Linked DNA regions of Pan troglodytes: region 1 is linked to region 2. A link is a contact called in public Hi-C data. All regions are on one chromosome and are shown on one strand. The core of a region is the stretch at or near the end of the contact, and the rest is flanking DNA. Distances in the headings are between cores, read along the strand shown. Region 1 holds the start of MECOM (MDS1 and EVI1 complex locus). Region 2 overlaps MECOM (MDS1 and EVI1 complex locus).

Evidence for each region. A called contact is a pair of places that touch in the nucleus more often than the background predicts.
Region 1: a contact with region 2 is called in a Hi-C map of induced pluripotent stem cells, with 2.0 times the contacts expected there. The contact joins the promoter of MECOM here to the enhancer-like site in region 2. A contact is called at or near these places in 1 of 7 Hi-C or Micro-C datasets (induced pluripotent stem cells) and 1 of 1 datasets of contacts at active chromatin or transcription factors (stem cell-derived excitatory neurons).

What each region holds. Positions count from the first base shown.
Region 1 is chr2:172,817,906-172,823,732 of NHGRI_mPanTro3-v2.0_pri, forward strand. MECOM (MDS1 and EVI1 complex locus) reads right to left here and starts at 1,737. Exons shown (of 16, transcript XM_016942279.4): 1 at 1,377-1,737. The coding sequence starts at 1,413.
Region 2 is chr2:172,374,172-172,380,295 of NHGRI_mPanTro3-v2.0_pri, forward strand. All of the region lies in intron 2 of MECOM (MDS1 and EVI1 complex locus), which reads right to left. Among named protein-coding and RNA genes, the nearest start is that of MECOM, 440 kb to the right of the region's middle. Within about 2 kb of position 1,655, at least 1 of the 24 cell types and tissues checked has an H3K27ac peak or open chromatin away from gene starts, as enhancers often do. A contact at or near this core is called in induced pluripotent stem cells, where this site is marked.

The DNA.
Region 1 (5,827 bases), core at 487-2,986, 440 kb after region 2:
ACACCTCAAGGAAGAGCGCTCCCAGCCGCTCCAGGGCTCAGTGCCCCTGAGTCCCCTTCAACTCGAAGTAGAAGCATTTGGACAAACGCAGCTCTGTCGTCTACAGTCCTGGCGGAGCATCACACCGTGTGGGAAAGTGTGGGCCCCGCCGGCAAAGCCAGGCGAGTCATCCAACACTTTTGCTGTACGAGTGGGGGATGGGACTCCCACCGCCCCCTCCCCAAACCCCTTAGCCCACATCCCGCCAGACCAAGGCCGCTCCGCGCCGGGCAGGCAGGGGGCGCCGGGGAGGGTTATTGACCCTGGACCCAGGCTGCACCCAGACGAAGCGCCGGAGGCTGCGCTGCGCCCTCTCCGCGGCCCAACGCTCTGGCAGCCCGCCCCCTGGGGTTTGCTCGGCGCCCAGCCAGCCCGAGGTGCGCGGGTCGCAGCGCGCCCTCTCTGCCTCCTGCTCCTAGGCTGCCGCCGCTGGCTGTGTGCCCTCCACTCCCGGCTCTCCGAGCGCTAGCTGGGCCTCTTCTCTCCCCACGTCCGAGCGCTCGCTGGGCCTCTTTCCTCCCCACCTGCGCGTGGCTGTGCGGAGCCGGTAGCTCTGCTCTGCTCTGCCCGTGCCCCCGCCCCCACCCCGCGATCTCAGCCCCCACCTTGGTGTCCCCTACTCCCCGCCGCAGTCCTCCCGCCGCGCAGCGCCGCGCCGCAGAGCATGGCCGAGCGCACAGCGCCCACTACCGCAGCCGCGGCTCGGCGCAGTCCACCCGCCCGCCCGCGCAACTTCCAGCGGCCGCCTCGCAACTTTTCCCAACTCCACCACAGCCGCCCGCCGCCGCCGCCACTGTGGCTCCCTCTGAGCCGCCTACCCTACCCAAACCCCAGAAACAAACCGAGGCTCGAAAAGGCTCCCTTCTCCTGCCCGCCCCCCCATCCCCCGCGCCCCCCTCCTCCCACACCCGGGACTAGCTGGTTGGCCAGAGGCAACTCTCCCCCGCCTGGGGGGAAGGGGAGGGGAGGGGGAGACTTTCTCCTCTTCTCTTCCCCCCCACCCCACCCCTTCGCGCTCACTCTCGCGCTCTCTCCTCCCTCCCACCCCTAGTCTTTGCTGCCCCCACCCCCACCCCCACCCCGGGGTTGCCACAGCTGGTCGGTGCGCGGGACTGAGGGCTGCCCAGGCTCCTCCGGCGCCCAACCCGGGAGCGAGAGCGCGGGCGACCGGGAGCAGAGACTGGAACCGGCAGGTTGCTGGGGCTGCGCTCCGCCTGCCCTCCACCCGGGGCCCCGGCGCAAGAGGCAGCCCGCGCTCCCTCCCGGAGCGCTAGAGACAGATATGCAAGATGGCAGAGGAGGGGGAAAAGCCAATAGAAAAGGGATATTGCACCTACTTGTGGCCAGTTTCCTTGCCCTGCCTTTGGATCTCATGCTGTGCCCAGTCCTGCAGCCGCTGGTGTGTGGTTGGGGCTTTTTTTTCTTGGATCCTTTCCTTCTTTTGCTCTCCCTCTCGCTCCCTCCCTCTCTCTCCTGTCTCTCTCTCTCTCTCTCTCTCTCTCTCTCCCTCCCTCCTGTTTCTCTCTCTCCTGTTTCTCTCTCTCTCTCTCTTCCACACACTCACTCTCTGTATTTTCTTCTTTCACTCTCTCTCCCTCCCTCTCTCCCTTTCTCTCAATCCACACTCGCTATCTCTCCAGCATTGTCAGTTTGGACACCTTCGCACATGCGCGCTAGACGCCCCTCCAACATCTCAGCGCCGCCAAAAAAAGTTTGGAGCGATTTATCACTTTGATTTGGAGATCTTGTCAGATGGCAATCGCCGAGGAGGCGGAGAAAGGGAGCCGCGGGGAGGGCGGCGGGGGGCGGGGAGCGAACGCAGGGAGCCAGAGGGGAGCAGACACCTCGCCCAAAAAAAGGGGAGGGGGGAATTGAAAAGGCTTGGGCAGAGGATTGATTCCATGTTAGAATCGCCAACAAGCTTGTATCATGATTATTGTTATTGTTTTTCCCACCATAAATTGCAGACATTTTTCTATACCATCTACGAGGGAAGCAAGAAGCCAGGGGGGAAAAAAACTTTAAAAACATTTTTTAAAAACCCTTCTCCTATTAAAGAACTAGAAGGGCTGGACCCTCGGCTAATAATCCAGGAGAAAGTGAGAATCATCCTGAACTTGAGAAATCTACTGCTGCCGCTGCTACTGCTACTGAAGCTATTGCGGCTTCCGCTTTCAGGGTTGTAAGCAGAATAAATAACTGGTTTTTTCCTCGATTTTAGCTGTAATACCAATGCTTGCTGCCATCCTTGGGACATTTCAGTATTCTTTCCCTACCAAGTAGTAATGATCACCCTTGATTCCCGGGTCCGGGCCGGCGCTGGCATTTGACATCCAAAGACCTCCTGCTTTCTCAGAGGTCGGCTGTCACCTTCCGGCCTCCCCCACTGCTGTCCCGGTCGCCTCCCGATGCAGCTCTGCTTGCCTGCCATTTTCACTCACTCGCTTAAACCTACAACCTCGGGGTCAAAAGAAAGAGGAGTAGGGAGGAAAATCACACACTCTTAAAAAAATACGTTGTTGAAATTTCCTTTAATTACAGGATTTACCAATGAAGTGCCACTCAGAAATGGGAATTCCTAAAGGGGCTAGCTGTGTACAAGGTATGAATCAATCCCAACTAGGTATAGATTTTCTTTTGGTACAACCTTCTTGCATTAAACAGTTTTGTTCAATACCTTCCATGTGCTATTTATGTCCCCATTAATATCTGTTGCAAATCCTGCCAGACACCATAAAAGAAAATTACAATCTTTTCAGTCTCCGTGCTGCAACAATACATCCTTGATGTTCAAGTTAAAGGAAAAGAAAAGCAGGTCCTGGGCATGAGTTTGGCAAAGGCTGTGGAGGGAAAGGGGAATCATTGAGAATGCCCAGTCGTACCTGTTGGTATTTATTATCAAATCTAGGACTGCAGGCATGAGAGAGCAAATAACAAGGTTCAACCCCAAAGGGTATCAATGGCCTGCAAATCTCTTTATTCAAGAGAATCAAAGTTCAAAGAATTTGTCCTTGTTAAGGATGCCTACCGTTTTCGTTTATCCAGAGCTGTGTAATTCTGGGGGCATTTGGCTGTAAGATAGAGGTCCCTGGAGAACCAAGCTACAGGTCTCAAGGGAGACAGATGTATAAGGTTGAAATGTGAGGAAGGGAAGTAGGAAGGTAAAGGAGGGAATTACTCACAACAGGAGTAAAACAACTTCCAAAAGAGAAGGCTCTAGTGCCCACACGCGTGGGCACAAGAGAACTCTATTATCCACTCTGAATTAAAGAGGCACCTGGGTTTTTTCCAGACCTAGAATTCCCGCTGTCCTGTGCATAAAGGTGAGTGTGCTAACACATTTGGTGTGTGCAAAAGCACCAGCCATTCCAACATTCTGTTAGGTTCCCACAGGTCTTTGACTCTGAAACTTCCCCCAAAATGTGACTCCACCAGCTTCCCTCAGTTTAGATGGAGAGGTGCCTACCCTCTGACCAGCAAATGTCCTCAGAGGAAACGGAGAAATGGGTCTTGAGAGCCTTTGGAAGGGGGGACAAAATCTCTAGGGAGAGAAAAACACTAGGCTGACTGGCAAGAAGTTCATAAGGCTGCTTCTGATCGGTGTAAGAGACTCTCTAGGGACCATCCCGTAGGCCAGGAGACAGACCAGCAGCATCTGAAGATCCCAGCTGTCAAAATCTAGGTCTTGTCCCTCCAATCCTCACCTTCCCTGCCAGGCACCCCAGGGGTGGCTGAGCACCTTGCCTTGGTGCCCAACCGCCAAGGTAGCTTAAAAAAAAAAGAAAGAGAAGAAAAGAAAAAAGAAAAGAACCGCCATCCTCCCCTCCACTCCTCCGGCTAATCCCTTTCACCTCATCCCCAGGGGGTCTGTCTATATCTGGGTTCCCTTGGAGACGGGAGGTTAAGAGGGGTGCAAGAAATGTTCCTAGGAAAGGAGGGGACCAAGGTACCAAACTCTGAGATTAAATGCAAGACCCACATGTGAAGCTGAGCTTGCTGTTGCTGCTGAGAAATTATAAACCACGTGGAGGGTTGGGGAGGTAGGGGGTGGGTTCTGTGAGGGGAACTGGGTGGGAGGTGGAAGACTGAAGTGAATCAGAGTCTCCGAACCTCCAAATTTAAAGGTCCCTGTCTTTTAAACTTTTCTAGAAGGGGGGTTGGCGGAGTGGGAGGCGGAATGAGGCGCGGCTGGAGTACCCCTCCCCTTCTGGTTTGAAGTCTCCGCTGTCGCTTCAGCGCTCCAGCTTTCTCCCTGGTCTTTCTAACAGTTTCGGGCCACGAGAAAATCCAACCTCTTCTAACAAATAATAAACGCAAACTCTTCTCTGTCCCCAGACCAAGCCATTGTGAAAAGACAAGACATCGTCTTTTAAATAAATAAAAGTATTCTTAATACCATTCGTTTTTTATTTTCAAACCTAAAAGCTGGGCTTCTTTTCCTTTTCTCTCCTTTTCTTTTTCTTTCTTTATCATTAGCTTTCTGCCCTAAGTGTGCGCTAATAAAGAGCTAAGTTGCTAGTTCAAGTGTGTTTAACCTGATGGAGCAAACACCCAGCAGCAACCGGTCGCGCTCGCGGCTGATAGCGCCGCGACCTCTGCGCGTCCGCCCCGGCCGGTTCCCATTCTCAAGTGCCTGGACCCTGTCACTTCCACCTGTCCCAGTCCCAGCCGTGAGACCAGAGCAGGTGACTGTTCAGCAGCCCCTAGAGTTCCCGACACCCTCTGACGGGATGTCTGAGCTGTCGCTGGCCCAAGAGAAAAGAGGCCTCCAACAAGTTGGCGGAGCTGCCCTAGCTACCCGCCCCCGCCCCACCTCTCGCCTTTCCCTCTCCTCCTGAAATTCGTTTTCTTGGGGGACAGTAGCATGCATTCCAACGTTTCCTTGTGTTTTCTCCCACGGAAGCGAGCATCCTGGAAGCAGTGCCTCGTTGGAAAGTCGATGCGTTTACGGACTGTCTGGGTTTGCTTGTTTTATTGCTGTCACTTTTTGTTTCGTGTTTTTGTTTGTTTAGCAGAAGTGAAGAGATTGAGATAGAAGTTAGAAGGAAGATGGGACATTGATGAGACAGACACAGACAAGTATATCCCTTCCCCAACTATATTTTTTAAATTAATGTTAGAAATGGCAAATAACCGATTTTCAATACATTACATGCAACAGGAAATTTTCCTTTCCTCTCATTTTAATTGAACCGGCCCCACGGTATCTTTGGAAAAAAGTTTGAATTCTTTATGGAGGTATTTCGAGGCCTATTGTCTTTGTGCAGTGAACTTTACATCATGCTATTCAATCACAACCTATATTCTCCTGGCTACCAGCAAGATTAATTTAATCATTGTAATGCAATTATTAATACTGTTTACCCAACGCTGGGTTTCAGGTTGGCTGTTAAGAAATTAAACTCTCGCTGGGTGACCAGAGCTAGGCAGGGGTTTCTTCATGTTGAAATGAAACAGTCCTCTTTATTTAGTCTCAGGGCTCCAGCTTTCGGCCACCGGCTCAATTAGCCAAAATGGAAACAATTTTCATTCATTGCAATAACTCACTGTTCTGGAGATCGCTTTCAAAATACACACTTTATTATTATACGCTGACCTCGGTGGCGTGGAGTGGCAATAAAAGAAAGAGGCAGGGAGATCTATCTAGCCCCCTTGGGCTATAATTATTAGAAATTAATTGGGTTCAGGACCCTGGGTAGCCTAGCTAAATTAATAGCTTGTCTAGTGGTTTAAATCCGAATTTTCAGTCCACAGGAGAGAAAGGGAGAGAGTCACAGACATGAAATGC
Region 2 (6,124 bases), core at 405-2,904:
ACACGGAGTACTTAAAACAGAATAAATATATTACCCTATAATTTAAGTCATAAAAATCTACTGAGGTAGTTTAGTCTCTACTAGCCACACAAATAAACAGGTATGATACCATAGAGAACAACTGACAGATACCCCATCTCTGTGGGTTGATTTTGACTTCCTTGCACAAGTAGATAACAGGAGGGTGGATGATCCACAGATAGCCAGAGCCATATATTTAGAAGATGAACTCATAACAGAATGATCTGGATTTTGGCACCTGAGTAAACATGACTACATGGGTTTGTATTCACTTCTATTTGACATTCACAGAGAATTCCCACCTCTTGCCTGCATACATGAACTATAGCTAGACTCTTGGAGTCTTTTTTTTTTAATAAAACATTTTTGTGGAGACAATAAAATATATAACACAAAGGAAAGATTCTGATATAGGATTACATTTTGGGTTTGTAATAAACTAGAACATTGTACTTAAAGATAACACTGCTTAAGTTCAGAAAGATTTTTAAAAAGCAAAATATTTAGCATTTTCGTAAATTATGCACAATTAACATAACCTCACTGCTATATACATGAAATGTTTAAAAATAAATAAATAGGCCGGGCACGGTGGCTCACACCTGTAATCCCAGAACTTTGGGAGGCCAAGGCGGGCAGATCACTGAGGTCAGGAGTTCGAGACCAGCCTGGCTAACATGGCAAAACCCCGTCGCCACTAAAAATACAAACATTAGCTGGGCACTGTGGCACGTACCTGTAATCCCAGATACTTGGGAGGCTGAGGCAGCAGAATCACTTGAACCCAGGAGGTGGAGATTGCAGTGAGCCGAGATCACACCACTGCACTCCAACCTGGGCAACAGAGCGAGACTCCATCTCAAAAAACTATATATATATTTATTTTACATATTTTATTTTATAAAATAAAATATATATGTTATATATATATATATATAAAATCCCCATAATTTCAAAATTTATAAAAATTTCAGCATAGGGTAGTTTTTCTCATTCATCTACAAACATAATCAGAATTTACAACATGGCCTTGACAACAATTTTATTATACATCCTAAATTCTCAGTGACTCTAATTAAATATTTTAATAGCTCTATAGTGAAATTAATGCTTACGGCAGTAATCATTTGACTACTATAAATCATGTAAAGCTAAAAGTTTAGTAATATAGCTTATAGGTTGATAATCCAAAAGAGAAATATATTTTTATTTTAATGGGAAGAGACATCTTACTGTGTGCTTTTAAAATAAATTAGGTTTAAGAAGTCTACAAATTCTGAAAAGTTACAGGAAAAAAAAGGATCCATTAATCAAAATTGTGTGACATGAAAAAATTTCATTTTTCAGAATGATCTTTAAGAAGATAAAACTTTCAACAGGGATCACAAGAGCTGGGTTGTTTAATTTGCAGTAGAATTTTTGAAATCTGGAGGAAGGATGACACTCAAATCAGATGTATGCACTTGACTTGTCAATGTAATGGAAAGTTACTTCGGGCAATGATCCCAATAATGCCACAGCTTGGGTGGGAAGTTTACAAGGAAAAACAGGAAGTGATGCCAGGGATCACAAAAGGACACTTCCCTTTTGACTGGAATGAGTATTTTACAAATCAAGGAGTGCTATGCATCCAGGGTGAGGCAGGGGGAGGCAGAGTGTCTCTCAGAAAAGCCTGTAACCTGTGGTCTCACACAGTGACTTCAGAACTTGTGGAATTTTGAATACTGTATCCAATTAGGAAAGTATCCTTTTTGTGTTCACATACTACAGAATGCAGTCCATATCAGTGTTAACTTTTATTTCTTAATCATTCTGTATTAGGCATCAAAAAGCCTACTACTGCTTGCCCAAAATCATTCAGGGAATTAAAAAGTTCTCTCTTTACTTACTCTTACAGTTTTATTTTGACAGACAATGTTGCACCATATCCAATTTAAATTTGTGATGACAGTGGATTTGGGCGTGCAAATGTGACAGAGAACTTTCTCTTTCTCCGCCTCCTTCTACACCACACACCTACCCCTACGTATATAGCTGCGTGTGTGTGTGTGCTGTCTCCTGAGCTATGTCATGATCTCGGATATGTGTCTGTGGGGCCCCAGTGTTGCTGCTGTGGGCTTTTTGCAACAACTATAAAATTCAGCGCATTATCCTCATCTCGCTATAACAGCAAACACCGAAGTATCACAGAATCAAAGGAATTAGTTGAAAATAATTTCATAGACAGAGGTACTTAGCTTTTTATAGCTCTGGCTCAACTTGAATATCAATCTATATTAGGTCCTTTAAAAAAAAATTTAATAGGCCAGGCGCGGTGGCTCACGCCTGTAATCCCAGCACTTCGGGAGGCCGAGGAGGGTGGATCACGAGGTCAGGAGATCGAGACCATCCTGGCTAACATGGTGAAACCGCATATCCACTAAAAATACAAAAAAATTAGCCAGGCGTGGTGGTGGGCGCCTGTAGTCCCAGGTACTCGGGAGGCTGAGGTAGGAGAATGGCGTGAACCTGGGAGGCGGAGCTTGCAGTGAGCCAAGATGGCGCCACTGCACTCCAGCCTGGGCGACAGAGCGAGACTCCGTCTTAAAAACAAAACAGAACAAAACAAAAACTTAATGAGATCATTCCTAGGTTAGAAGGTAAACTTATAGCTAACTTTCTTCTTGGCAAAAAATCAGGATGCTATATATACACCACTATATATTTGAGCACACATATGTAGCTACATATGTAGGGGTGGGTGTGTGGTGTAGAAGGAGTGAGAGAAAGACAAAGTTCTCTGTCACACTTGCATGCCCAAATCCACTGTCATCATAAATTTAAATTACATATATAGGTGTGTGTATATATATAATGGTATATATATATTATATACATTAGTTTGTTATATATAATAATAGCATGTATATACATATATAAAATCATCCTAATTTTTTATCAAGAATACAGTTAACTATAAGTTTACCTCCTAACCTAGGAACCATCTCATTAAGTTTTTTTAAAGGACCTAATATATATATTATTCTAATATGTATAATTCTAATATATAATATATTCCAATTATATACATTTTAACAAATATAAATATAAGTAAATAAATATACATTTTCTAACTATATAGTTAGAAAATAAGACTGGGCACGGTGGCTCATGCCTGCAATCCCAACACTTTAGAAAGCTGAGGCAGGTGGATCACTTGAGTTTAGGAGTTCAAGATGAGTCTGGGTAATACGATGAAACCCTGTCTCTCCAAAAAAAATACAAAAAAATTATCCAGGCATGGTGGTGCACACTGGTAGTACAGCTACCTGGGAAGGCTGAGGTGAGAGGATCACCTGGGAGGCAGAGGCTGCCTGCAGTGAGCTGTTTAGTCCAGCCAGAGTGAAACTCTGTCTCAAAAACAATCAAAAAGAAAAGAAAAGAAAAGAACACTTACTTGCTTCTTTTCTCAAATATTTGCCTTTTCAGTGAGACCTCCCTTACCTAAAATTTCTACCTGTTCCTCCCACCTGCTAACACTTCATATTCCTCTTACCTGCTTTATTTTATCTTTCTTGCATTTAATTTTATTATTATTATTTTTTTTTGAGATGGAGTCTCCCTCTATCACCCAGGCTGGAGTGCAGTAGCTCGATTTTGGCTCACTGCAACCTCCGCCTCCCAGGTTCTAGCGATTCTCCTGCCCCAGCCTCCAAAGTAGCTAGGATTACAGGTGCCCACCACCACGCCCAGCTAATTTTTGTATTTTTAGTAGAGACGGGATTTCTCCATGTTGGCTAGGCTGGTCTCAAACTCCTGACATCAGGTGATCCACCCACCTGGGTCTTCCAAAATGCTGGGATTACAGGCTTAAGCCACCGTGCCTGCCAATAAGCTACACTTTTTTCTTAACTTTTTTATTGTCTTTTCTCACCAGTAGAAGAGAAAGACAATAAGGGCAGGAATTTTTGTCTGTCTTGTTGACTAGTGTATTTCCTGAGGCTCGAACAATATCCGGCGCATAGTTGGGGCTTAAAAATCATTTGCTAAATCAATGAATAAAGGAAGGAAGGAAAGAAGGAAGAAAATCGAAGAAGAAGATTAGGGAAAGGCACTCTATACAATAATGTTTAAAGATGTAATTCTAGAATCAGGCTGTTTGGATTTAAAATCCATCTATGCCTTGTATTGGTTGCATAACCTTAAGCAAGCTACTTACACTCTCTTCTTTTTCTCATCTGTAAAATGGGCAAATGCTGGAACTATCTTGCAGTGTTGCAAAGATTAACTAAAGTAATCCTTACATAGAATTTAGCATCATTTTTGAAACAATATGCAGTAAACAAATGTTAACTAATAGTATCATCATCATCTTCTTCTTCACCAGAACTATCACCTTTGTCCTAATTTTATGAGGCTAACATTAGATAACAGTCATTAATGGTTATTTTTAAATACTTCGGTAACATTTTGGAGTAAACTCAGAAATTATTTCAATTTCCCTTTACATACTTCTATCTGGCTACACAATTACCCTAGCATCCAAAAAGAATTGTTTCCTGCCTTCCCACCTTCTTTTGTGAAAGAGTGTGAATTGTGTGCCCAGTTACCTTTAGCCCCCTTGGACCCATGGGCTTTTTGCTGTACTCAAGAGCACAGCTTTTGGAGATGTAAAGAGATGTTAAAAAAAAAAAAAAAAAAAAAAAGCCAGTGGCAGCTCCTGGAAGTCACTCTGGTCTGGTTTTGAATGGGTTGGGCTAAGTGATCACTAAGAATTCATCTGGCTGTCAAATCTCACAACTTTTGGTTGACATGTCCTTCAGGAAAAGGGCAGCAAGAACTGGTAAAATAGAAAAAAATCACTTAAATTGCTTGCATTCATTTATTCATTATCTACGTATCCACTTCATTCACTCGTTTATGCATCACTTGCTTCTAAATATTTTTACCCTGTCCAAAAGGCATTATGATGATACAAAGGTAAATCAGACTTCAGCTCTGTCACCAGGTAGTTTGGCCTTTCCACTATGGCATCAGTGAAAGGCCGACTAGATACCTGAAGGAAATGCTTTTTTGTTGTTGTTTTCTGATATTCTAGTCTTACATTATAGTTGCGCCATCATGTCACTATTTAAATTTTAATTACTTAAAATTATCATTTCCATAGATCACTAGCTATGTTTCAAGTGCTCAATAGCCACATGTGGCTAGAGGCTACCTTACTGGAGAACACAGACAGAGAACATTCCCATCGTCACAGAAAGTTCTATGGGTCAGTGCTGTGCCACAGAATATGAGTTACTCATCAATTTATAAGTGGTAAATTATTTTCTGAGGTCCAACATAATCTGATTTTAGCTAGCTAATTAAAGCAAACTTAATTGAAATGGCAAACAATAATCATTAGCAGAGATTCAGAATTAGTTTAAAGGTAGCTATGGTTTCAAAATTAATTCCAAACACTGGCTGCCCTCAGTACCTTGTTACAGCCTCTTATTCCTGCCATTAGACAACAGTGAACCCCACATATGGTGCCCTGACTGGTCACATGATTTTTTAATATCCACATGATGGCACTAAAATGGCCTATTAGATTTACAGTGTCATTAACCTTCCAAAATAAAAATGAGAGTCTGCTCTGGCAGCGGGGAAAAAAAGTGTGAGTGCTGTTGGGTTTTGGGTAACCAGTCTATGAGGAAATGCTGACAGGGGTCAGTGTGACATCATCTTTCATTCAGCCCCAAAGCTGTCAGGCCCTCCCCAGATGTCTGAAACGCAGATATAAATTTTCATTATCCAGCAGCAAAGGGCCAGAGGTACACCAAATGAATTTTTTACCAATCAAATTATAGCTCATTGCCAGATTAAGTGTAAACACTAATTTTGTGAAGTTTTCTTCTGGTCATTTATCTCCAACTCCACAAAGTAACCTTGCTGAAGCTGGAAAGACTTCTAAATCAAATTATCATTTTCATAATCTTGTTGCAGACACTGCAAAATTGAATAAAAGGAAATTCCATTAATAATGAACGGTGCCTTCTTTCATGGAACAATTAGATTTTTTTCACATCTTCTAAAAGGAAATGCAAAGTGAGGAAATACTAAGGGATCACAGAAGAACCAT